Regions from separate parts of the Mus musculus genome. Here region 1 is linked to region 2. Evidence: chromatin contacts called from public HiChIP or PLAC-seq data. All regions are on one chromosome and are shown on one strand. Each heading gives the region's core, a stretch centred on a gene start, on an enhancer-like site or on the middle of the called end of the contact. The rest is flanking DNA. Distances are from core to core; before and after follow the strand shown.

Region 1 (5,535 bases), core at 1,700-4,199, 200 kb after region 2:
TAGTATTCTTAAGAAAGTCTCAATAAATTAAAAATTATATTACAAGTAATAAATAAATGTTTAAAATGTGATATGTTCTTAAGTGTATGTGTATGGGCATTTTGCCTACATGTATGACTGTGCACTACATGTGTACATGCTAACCATGAAGGCCAGAAGAGAACATTAGATTCGCTGAGCTGTAGTGGACAGACAATTGTGAACACCCGTGTGAGTGCTGAGAAACAAACATGGGCCCTCTGGAAGAAGTCAGCTCTTGAATAACTCTTTCCTTTTTCAAATTTTTAATTGATTCTTTGTGAGTTTCACATCATGTATTCTAGTTCTGCCCATCTCCCTGTCCCTTTGCCCTTGTTATCTCCCTCCTCAAACACACACACACACATCTCCCTGTCCCTTTGCCCTTGTTTCCTCCCTCCTCAAACACACACATACACACACACACACACACACACACACACACTAACAATAACAAAGCATAGACACCATCTCATTGTGAAGCCGTAGTAAGTCACAGTCTGACCCACAGTATATCCCTCAGGTGACACATCTTCACTTGCAAACATTCCCTGCAATGGTTCAAGATTTCTGGCCTCTGTGGCAGCATCAGTACTGGATCTTCACCAGGTCTCCTCCTGGTTATTATTGCCCTATGTCATGGAGATCCTGCAGCTTTGGATCTACAGGACAGGCACTTTCACATGCTCTAGCAGTTCATAGATGGAGTAGATTTTGGGGTGGGCCAACTCAAAACCAAGGATCTGGGTCTGTGTGGTAGCTGAATTGGTCAGTCGGCCAAGTCTGTCTAGTACTGCTCAGGCTAGGCTACCCAAAGCCGCCATCGGCAGGAGGCATGGTCTGCTCTCCTGCTCTCATACCCTTGGGCCAGCTCACCTGCACCTCAACCTCCATAGCCAGCTCCACTGTGCTGCTCAGTTAAGGCACAAGGCCTACTTTCCCAAGTGCATCTGCCTATGAGGGGTTGGGCCAGCTCTCCCACTCCTGCATACTTGGGGCTGGCTCACCCAGGTCCTTGCCATCAGAGCCAGCTCCACTTTGTTGCCCTAGCAAAGTGCAGGGTATACACTCCTCCCATTCTCATGCCCTCAAGGAGACCTATATTTTTTAAAAATAAAAACTTATAAAGATCATAGGATAATTTTCCTGTTGATATTTAAGATTGCTTTGCACTAGCCGGGCAGTGGTGGTACACGCCTTTAATTCCAGCACTTGGGAGGCAGAGGCAGGCGGATTTCTGAGTCTGAGGCCTACAGAGTGAATTCCAGGACAGCCAGGACTATATAGAGAAACCCTGCCTCAAAAAACAAAACAAAACAAAAACAAAAAACAAAAAGAAAGAAAGAAAAAAAGAAAAAGATTGCTTTGTACTATTCACGTTTGCAGCCTCATTTTATAGTTCCATGTGGTCTGAATGCAAAGCATTATGCAGTGTAGGACTTCCTTACCATCATCATCATCATCAAAACAACAACAACAAACAAACAAACAAACAAACAAACAAAACCAAAGAGCCCCGGGAGGAGGTGATGGACCACAATGCTGGCTTACCTCTAAGGTCGGCCCAAGGCTGTATCATTAGCTTTTGTTTCAACAGAGCTCTGGACTCAGCTGCTCACAGTCAGTAATCCGAGGAAGCAAGAAGGAGGAAGGGTTAAGAGCAAGATCTATCCCTCAAAGGCACAAGGCCCTCTCCCATGACCTGTGACCAGGCCCACCTCTTACTAGCCTGTTCAGCTATGAACTCATCAGTAGGTTAAGTCACTGATGAAGTTAGTATCCTCAGGATCCAGGCAACCTTTATAGTGCCTGGAGGAGGGGAAAGGGAGAGGGGAAAGGGGGAGGGGAAAGGGGGAGAGGGAGCGGGTGGGTAGTTCCAGACTAGAACACTTGGTCAATGAGTGGCCTTTCCTTGGGACATTAATGATTCTGTGCTTTGCCATCTCATCAAGCCAGGCCCTGGGATTGCCTGGGACTTTCTATCCTCTCACTGTCCCTGTCTCAGCCTAGGGTATTATATTTTCTAATTGTTCATATTTGAAACTTTATTTTTTTTTCTTTAAAAGTAGTATTACTGCCAGGTGCTGTTGGCACATGAGTTTAGTCCTCAAACTCAGGAGGCATAGGCAGGAGAGTCTCTTGAGTTCAAGGCCAGGTTGGTTTATAGAGCAAGTTCCAGGACAAATAGGGCTACACAGAGAAATCCTGTCTTAAAAAACCGAAAACAAAACAAAACAAAACAAAAAACAGTGTTATTACCTAGATTAGTGCATATTGTACACCACGTTTAGAAATGTTGGTGGAATTCTGATTCAATAGCTGCTCTTCTTCAATAACATTCTGTGACAATTCTCATCAGATAAGTGCAGTTCCTGGGTTATAAACAACCCCCTCTCCATTTAAATCATTCAATATACATTTCTTAAATGTAAAACATTGTCTATTAGTAGCCAGTGTCTTTTAGACTCTCCTCTAGAGACCTAAGTGGTTGTTCATCATGCCCAGAAGTATAAGAATGTGTATACAAACACACACACACACACACACACACACACACCACCGGGGAGGGAGGGCGCACAATAATGGGCTCAAAAATTTTGTTCTCTAGCAAACCAAAATGCCAAACACCTCAGTGGCAGGTATGAAAAACAGTAAGCCTGTCCCTGCTGAGCTACCCGCTGAATATTCCATATGCCAGATGCTAAATTTAGGAGAAAGAAAGGAAAGTTTAAAATCGTATTCTCTATTCACTGCTCTGCAAGAGCCGCCTTTTCTTTTCTTCCGGAGCAGCTGCGGCAGAAGCTTACATGAATGCAAAACACAAGCGCTACCAGAAACAAGGCATAATTTAAAAGAATTCACCAGATGACTTAAACAAATAAACCTAGTGGGTTAAGCTTATTGTTCTACAGAGAATAAGCAACTCGGCTACCCACGGATTGACGGAATTCACTGGAATAGAGCAGGGCTGACAAATGGGGCTAAAATATTTGGCAGTGTACTTTGTCCTGAGACAAATGACCGACTTACTTTAAATTCATTTCCTGCAGCTGGCGAGTGGGTGGCCAGGTCTGCAGCCCACCCATTGTAGCCAAGAAACATTTCTTGGCTTTGATGGGTTGTTACCTTTTGATTCTATATCTTACAGAACAATGTATACTGCAGATCGTTTTCCAAATGTTGTGCTTTAAATGAAGACCTTTTGCAAGCCGCAGCCAAGCTCAGAGAATGGGATGTTTGCACAAGCCGCAGAATAGACTGCTGGGCAACGGACAGAGCTGGGGCAGTCAAACAATGCTGTTGCATCTTACCTGTAAAATGCTCCTCAACAGCACTGAACATGTCACCCATCCCAAGGATTCTGCGTGGCTGTGACACTAGGGTGGACTGGGGGCGCGCGGGGGGGGGGGGGTTCTTGCTGCATCTCAAGCCATTCCTGCCTGAATCCGGGGTTTTCAAGTTAAAACTTCCTGTGAAGTTGGTGGCATTTCCACATGAATATGATTCTGTACAATAAATCGGATGTGCAGAAATCCGGATAGCTGAACGTTGAGAACCAAGAAATCAGGGACAGAGTACTGAGGACTCCGTTTTAAAATATCCAGGCCAACTTGCATTCTTTCCTTCAAGGAGGCTCGTGTGACTGTTCCTTTTGTAGCTCGACTCTTCTGTGCTTCTGTGATGTTCCCTCTTTATCCGATATTTCTTTATGCCTCTGTAAATGAAGTGCTAGACAATCAGTTAAGGATTGCTCGTTGCCCTCTTAGCATTTCTGCTGAGTGCAGATGTAACCCTAGGCCCTTAATGTTTTAATTTGTGGATTACTTGTGAATAATTACTGCATCAAGAATATAATATTTAGAACTTAGTTTTCCTTCATTTTACAAAACCTGATTTTTTTCTTCCTTTCTCCATCCCTCCCTCCCTATTTCTCCTGCATCCTCCTCCTCTTTCTCCTCTTCCTCCTCCTCTCTCTTCTTTTTCCACTCTTTTTTGGTCTGTTGAGATAGTATCTTGTTATGTAGTCTAGGCTGAATAGAGCTCATGGTTCCCCTGTCTTAGCTTTCCAAACACTGGGAACACTGGGAACACTGGTGGGCCACTAGGCCCTGCTTAAATCTGATTTCATGATGGGAGGCAGCTTTTCCCGAGTGCTTCCTTCCCCGTAAGGATACTTCTCTAAGCAAAAGGAATCTTTATTTAAATTAGAGATACCTTTAGCCTATCTGCACAGAAGGTCACAATTTGGCAAAGAATAGAATCTATTGCCCTTAGTCTAACCCTCATCTCTTCCCCATTTGTTGCTGTGCGGTCTTGGAAGGGTTATGTAACATCTCTAGACTTCCATTCTATTATCTGTGAAATATAGATAATGATAGTGTTTTATCCTGGCTTATAGAGAAGGTTAGAAAAACATGTTAGCTGTTATAGTTATTAATTAGCTCAATGTATATTTCTGTATTCTTTCTCTTTATTTTTTTTCCTTTCTATATCTCTTAGTCACTGGGAGATTAAAAAGTATGAAGTGAAGAAACTTCCAAAGTCCTAAGAGGGCCCATGTTGCATAACCCCAGAGGCTCCATCAGCTCATGGCCAGAGAGTCTCCTTCTCCAAAAATGGCCATGCTGCTCACGAGGCCACAGCAGCAGATCCAGGTCATACACCCAGTCACTGCCTGTCTGCTCTCCTGCTTCCATTTTCTTTCTTTAAAAAAAAAAAAAACTTTATTTTATTTTACTTTTATTTACTTTATTTACATGAGTACACTGTAGCTATCTTTAGACACATCAAAAGAGGGCATCAGATCCCATTACAGATGGTTGTGAGCCACCGTATGATTACTGGGACTTGAACTCAGGACCTCTGGAAGAACAGCCAGTGCTCTTAACCTCTGAGCCATCTCTTTAGCCCCCATTCTGTTTCCACTTACTTTCTTTCTTTCTTTCTTTCTTTCTTTCTTTCTTTCTTTCTTTCTTCCCTCTCTCCCCTCCCTCCCTCCCTTCTTTCTCTCTCTCTCTCCCTCCCTTCTCTCTCTCTCTCTCTCTTTCTTTCTTTCTTTCTTCCTTCCTTTCTTTCTTGTTTGTTTTTTGAGACAGGGTTTCTCTGTATAGCCCTGGCTGTCCTGGAACTCACTCTGTAGACCAGGCTAGCCTCAAACTCAGAAATCTACCTGCTTCTGCCTCCTAAATGCTGGGATCAAAGGCATGCGCCACCACTGCCTGGCTCTGCTTCCATTTTCAATGTGTGCTTTCTCATACGTAGATTGGCTTATGCATTCAGGGCAGCATGCAAGCATTAAAGCTGCGCCCATCCATCTCCCTCTCTTTACCCTTTTAAAGATGCTGACATTCATCTGTGCAGTATGTGTGCTTCTGTGCATACATTTTCACACATGTGAAGTATTACAGTGACGGGAAGTGTAAGAAATAAAGAATGAACTACACTTGACAGAATATGTACGACATGGTTTTGTTTTGTTTTTTTTTTGTTTTGTTTTGTTTTGTTTTGTTTCATTCT
Region 2 (5,839 bases), core at 2,954-5,453:
CTTTCTTTGTACTTTTTAGGTTTTTACTGGAGTACTTCTTTTCTGTTTTGGTTCAGGTTCAATCCCCTATAGATCCTTGTCTTGGGTACTTGGTCTGTTCTGGCAAAATACGTGACAAGGCAAAAACTTCAGAAAAAGTCAGCCATGGAAGTATACACCTTTAATCCCAGTGCTTGGGAGGCAGAAGCAGGTGGAGCTCTGAGAGTTTGTGGCCAGCCTGGTTTATGAGTTCCAGGACAGCCAAGGCTACATAGAGAGACCCTGTCTAAAAGACAAGATGAAACAAAACAAAACACCAAAACAAACAAAAAACCCAAAACAAACAAACAACAACAACAAAATAACCTTAAGAAAAGAAGGGCTTCTTTTGGCTCCCAGTCTGAGGACACAGCTCATCACAGGGGTTAAGTCCTGGTGGCAGGAGCACATGGGCTGTGCTCAACTTGCTTTTTCCTTTTTGTACAATCTAGAACCTAAGCCAAGAAAATGGTGCCACCTAATTTTAGATCTTTCCACCTCTATAATCTTATCAGCATAACCCTCCCTCTCAGGCATGCTTAGAGGATAATTATCCCTCAAAGGTATTCCTGGGAGCTTGTCTTCCTGGTGAATCCAAATCCTATAAAAGTTGACAATCCGCACTAAACATCACTATCTTGTAAAACAGTGCCTTTGGGCATTTTCCTTCCCTTTCTTCCTTTTGTAGAAGCCAAATCCTGTTTGTATCTGAACTGACTGGGGTTTACTGAGAGGAATGAGACCTGTACTTGGTTCCTAGGTCTGAGACAAGTTTCAGTTCTTCCTCAATCACTTGCCTCACGGTCAAAAGACTTTGCTACTCCCAGAGCAGCTCAAATCTTTTGAAATGAATGTCTGGGGAAACTGACCCCTGCTCAATCTTCTCTCTCCTATGAGAGTCAGCGGAGGCTTGAGGAAAAAAAAACCTCAAAAGAAACAATGAAGCCAGCCTTTGATTTTATGTATGTATTTTTGGTGATGACATTTGCTAAGATTCCCATAGCTCTTTCCAATCACTGGAAAGATGGTAGCTGGTAACTGGCACTCCGGAGATCTGCAAACTTGCTGTCATTTTACCTACTTTTATTCATTGAGGATGGGGTAGTGCTTGCTTTTTCTAGTTTGTGTATCATGTTGACCTGCAGTGTGTGTGCGTGTGTCTGTCTGTGTGTGTGTGTGAGTGTGTGTGTACAGTTTTACTTTGTGGCTCAAACTGGCATCAAACTTGCAGTAACTCTGCCTTAGCCTCCTGAGTACTGAGATATAGATAGACATTAGCCACCAAATGTGCCTTCTCCTTCGGGTTTAAGTCAAATATCTGCAACTCAGCTCTCATGGATCAGAAAAGCTGCTGCTGCTGCAAGTACTTGGCAGTCACTCTCATCCTCCACATTTCCTTCCAGATAATATACTCTCACTCAGAAATTCCATGAGTTTCTCTCCTTTGGCATCACCATCTCCTCTACATACCTGAGCTGATGAACACATTTCTAACAGCTACCTCAATATCCTTCGTTGTTGGTTCCACATCTACATACTTTCTGGGATGAATGTTTTTCAAATTCCCCAATCCATTTTATGTCCTAGTGATATATAAGTCAATGCTAGGTCTTAGAAAATGTGTACTTGGGGTGCTAGATTTTGCTGTATTCCTTAAAAAATGCCAGGCAACAGTCAAGTGCCTTGGAATTAGTTTAGTCCTTTCCCAGGCTTGCCTTTAAGTTTGTTGCAGTACGTCCAGGACAGTACTAATTTACTTCTGCCAACACAACAGCTTTAGATGGAAAAAATCTTTTCAGCTTCACCTGAGTTTCAGCAATTACTCATTGTATTCCTATGTGGGGAATTTCTCCTTGCTCTCAAGTTAAACTGCCTCACTTGTGCACATAGAGCAGCACTCAGGAAACCAAAGCAAATACCAAGTTCCTCCTCACCTGTCTGCCTTCCAAACCCCAGCTACTTATTCTGTAACATTTTGCCATAATTCAGTTGATGCCAAAACCAACCAACCAACCAAACAAACAAACAAAACTTTTAGAAAATCTAGAATTTTATTTAATGTTTCTATTTTAAAATGTTGTAAAGAGATTCTGGTCTCTAATTTGAGAGATACTTTACATGGCATTGGAAATCTCACTAAAGTGAGCTGACACATGTGAATGAGCAACAAACTGCTTGCTTTATGAATATTGTCTTCTGTAAAGCATGGAGTTATTTACCAAAGGTTACAAAGCTGGAGACAGTCCAGTTCTCTCTCTTCATTTCACTCACAGAATGCCCAGTTCCGAGTTTTCTGCAATCAGCTTTTGGTTAGTTAACTTCAATGTCACATAGTTGTGCAAGTTTTAAAAATTCTTGTTATAGGTATTTGTACAAGATGTTAGTAAATCATATTATTTAGAAGTCATTCTTAAAGCACATCTCTCTGTTGGATAGGAATTACATTGACTTTGAAAATTGTTTACCTATATCAGACTCTCTCTCTCCATATATATGTATACACACATACACACACACACACACACACACACACACACATACAATAAAGCAATTAAGCTCTGTAAAACATAGTTTTAAAACCGACACTAAAACTTATACTTAAGATGCTGCAGAGATGGCTCAGTGATTAATAGCGCACATAATGCTCTTGCAGAGAGCCTAAGTTCAGTTCTCAGCACTCAGATTGGATGGCTCACAACAGCCTCTAACTTTAGCTCCACACTGGGGCCTGAGGCCCATGAACTCTAAAAACACCTGAACTCACCTACAACTAATTACCTCACACAGCTACCCCAGCTCCACATAAATATATGCACAAATAAAAAATCCTTACACTTAAAAAATAAGTTAAAAAATAAGTATTATAGCCAATGTAGACAAATATATTTGTGATCTCATCACACAATGTTGTCTGTGGCCCATTGGGTCTTTGAGATCCCACACTTGCTAAACTGGCAGGCCAGTGAATCCCAGCAAGCTTCCTGTTTCTACCTCTCTAGGACTGGGATCCTCACACCTGTGTGATAAATACCTTTTCAAAGGAGCCATCTCCTCTGCCCTTCTATCTGAGCATTTTTATAGATTTGTATGTGTCTTTTTTTTTTTTTTTTTTACATTTCAAATCCTCTGCTCTACTGAAGTTTACAGGGCTCAATAGCCCTTTGGCACAACCATTCTCTGGGAAGAACTTCCATGTCCCATTCAAATGACACTTCCTGTCATAGGTTATTACTGACTTTCTTACTTAAAACATTGGCACTCTGACATTTCTCTCTTATTTTTTTAAGATGTTAAAAAGCCTTACCCTGTAGAAAGCCTCACCAATAACTTTCAATAGGCTGTCATAACATAACTATCCCTCTTCTCAATATAAGTTTGAGAATTCTTTTAACTCACACTGGCCTCATCTGCATGTTATTATCATTTACTAAACATTTGTATTTTCTAAATCACTAACTACAATTAGAGCTCCCTTGGACTACACAGAAAATGGCTTGTGGTTATTCCTTTCTATTCACAACTCATAAAGCTATGTATAAGGACCTTTTGACCTCATCGTTAATTCTGTTCTTTCTTTTCATTCCCAAAACGAATAATAATTTCTAGTAGCATTTCTTCATTTTGAGTAAAGCTCCTTAAAAAGTGTTCCATGACGAAAGACATTTGAGTGGAAGATTATAACAGATAAGCAGCATGAAGTTAAAAGGGCTGTTTGTTAAGCAATTGCTTAATAGGACATAGGTTCAGAATTCCCAACAGATCTTAATATCTGAAAGAAATGTCTAGAGGGCAGATAGCAATTACACTGACTAAATAAATGCCATGCCTTTCAAATTTCTAATGGCAAGTAATGAGCTTAATGTAGTTATCCGTTAATTCTGAACAAGTGGTCAGACGACTGCTTTCTTCCACTCTTACTTCCTCAAATTTTTGGATCATACTCAGGGAATATCTATTTTAAGGAACTGCTCTGGAAGGCCCTATGTTTTATGCAAGGAATTGCTATTTTCCCAGATGAATAGAATATCCATTCTACAGATCCAAGTTTCCATGACAATAAAAACAAAACAGTCATCAGCACCAACGCGATACTTGATGGAAAATGCAGCTGCAGCTGGAACAGTGCAGTCTTTATCCTGCTGCTCTGCAAGCATAGTCGCTGTACTCCCCAGAGCAACCCAATGGTTCTACAGCAGTCTCCACCCAGACCCACACAGCAACAGCCGAGTGTGCTGACCACCTCCAACCTGCCAATCATTCGCCGTTCTCAAACTCATGTAAACACATGAAAAGGTTCAGCATTATGCTACTGGCATGGTGAATTGTAAACTAGGAATGCTTACAATGGGTTTGAGTATTGTAGATTTAGCCAAATAATATTTTAGCTTATATGATTATGAAGAAAAATTTGGGGAAAGAAGAACATTTACAGTAAGGAAAAAGCTAGGTAAAATTCATTCAGATTATAGAAAGACAGTGCCCCCTTGTGTCTTGGAAGTTCTTCCTCAACTAAATGTTGTAGTACTTAGAGTCCTAAGCTTTGGCTTTAAAAAAAATTTTTTTTAAATCTCATATAAATTTAAGAGAATTTGATAATTAGAAGTTATTCTAACTTAAAATACAAATTTATTATAAACACAGTGACTATTAAGTATGTGATTTTTAACAAGAGCTCTCTATAATGTAAGGAAAATATCATCTAATAAATTTACAGATATATTAGTTAATTTTATTTAAACTGCACTTAATATTGAAACATAGTGACAAAGCTTTAAAAAAGCAAAAAAGAAACCTGTGACCATCAGCTACACTCTCCTTTGGTACTGGTTCCTCTGTAACTTCATGACATTAATTATTGATTATCCTCACCATACTATATAAAAAGCTCTGTGCTTTATTTATATGAAAAACAAATTCATACTAAATGGAGAATATAAATGTAAGAGGTACCCATAATTAATACATCATTTTTAAGTTACAAGCATTGCAGCACAGCATCAAAGTCGGTCACTGAAGCATAAGGATTACTTTGTACTGGGGAAGGATGCACACCTGTAATCCTAGCATTTATGAAGCTGTGGAAGGAATTCAGGGTTTAGGGCCAGCTGGGGGGAGGGGGGCGACTCTGAAACAATCATTTTATGTTTAAAGTATGAATTCTTGAAATCATTTATCTGTTTAAAAGCAGAATTTCTCAAACAAACAAACAAACAAACAAACAAACAAACAAAAACTCCATATGAAAACCCTAATCTCTTCTTGCAAATAGGACTCAGGCACCACACCCAGATAAAGTCCTCTGCTTCCTTAAGCGTCTGTTCTTCCTTATAGCAAGGCAGCTCCAGCCATCCCTTTCCGTTTCTGATCTCTGGATGCCTACAAGCTAGTCTGCTACACATTAGGAAACTTTTGTTTCTCTAGTTATTCTGTCCTTAGCCGGGCTATTTATAAGACTCTAGCAGGAGAATCTAATATAGGTGAAGACGGTTTTGTTCCTTATTCATGAACACAAGATTGCTTTTACTAAATTTATTTGTTACTTATATTTGGTGGTGGTGATGGTGATGATGATGATGATGGTGATGATGTGTGTGTATGTATGTGTGTGTGTGTGTGTGTGTGTGTGTGCGCACGCATACATGTGTATAGAAGCCAGAGTTGATGGCAGGTGTCTTCCTTTATCACCTTACATTTTAGTTTTTTAGGTAAGGGCACACAGTGAAATCTGAAAGTAACCAATTTAGTCATACTGGCTGGCCAGTGAGTCCCAAAGATTTTCCGATTCCTACCCCTACCCTACACACAAGTGCTAAGGTGGCCT

Evidence for each region. HiChIP or PLAC-seq counts read pairs in DNA pulled down with a chosen protein or histone mark.
Region 1: an H3K27ac HiChIP or PLAC-seq map of stem cell-derived neural progenitor cells shows a contact between it and region 2, with 4 times the contacts expected there. The contact joins two enhancer-like sites. A contact is called at or near these places in 1 of 484 Hi-C or Micro-C datasets (cortical neurons) and 3 of 115 datasets of contacts at active chromatin or transcription factors (embryonic basal ganglia, neural tube and stem cell-derived neural progenitor cells).

Annotation. Positions count from the first base shown.
Region 1 is chr9:72,152,677-72,158,211 of GRCm38.p6, forward strand. No RefSeq gene overlaps it. Among named protein-coding and RNA genes, the nearest start is that of Tcf12, 44 kb to the left of the region's middle. Within about 2 kb of position 2,950, at least 41 of the 459 cell types and tissues checked have an H3K27ac peak or open chromatin away from gene starts, as enhancers often do. A contact at or near this core is called in cortical neurons, embryonic basal ganglia and stem cell-derived neural progenitor cells, where this site is marked.
Region 2 is chr9:71,955,713-71,961,551 of GRCm38.p6, forward strand. All of the region lies in intron 5 of Tcf12 (transcription factor 12), which reads right to left. Among named protein-coding and RNA genes, the nearest start is that of Tcf12, 150 kb to the right of the region's middle. Within about 2 kb of position 4,204, at least 87 of the 459 cell types and tissues checked have an H3K27ac peak or open chromatin away from gene starts, as enhancers often do. A contact at or near this core is called in cortical neurons, embryonic basal ganglia and stem cell-derived neural progenitor cells, where this site is marked.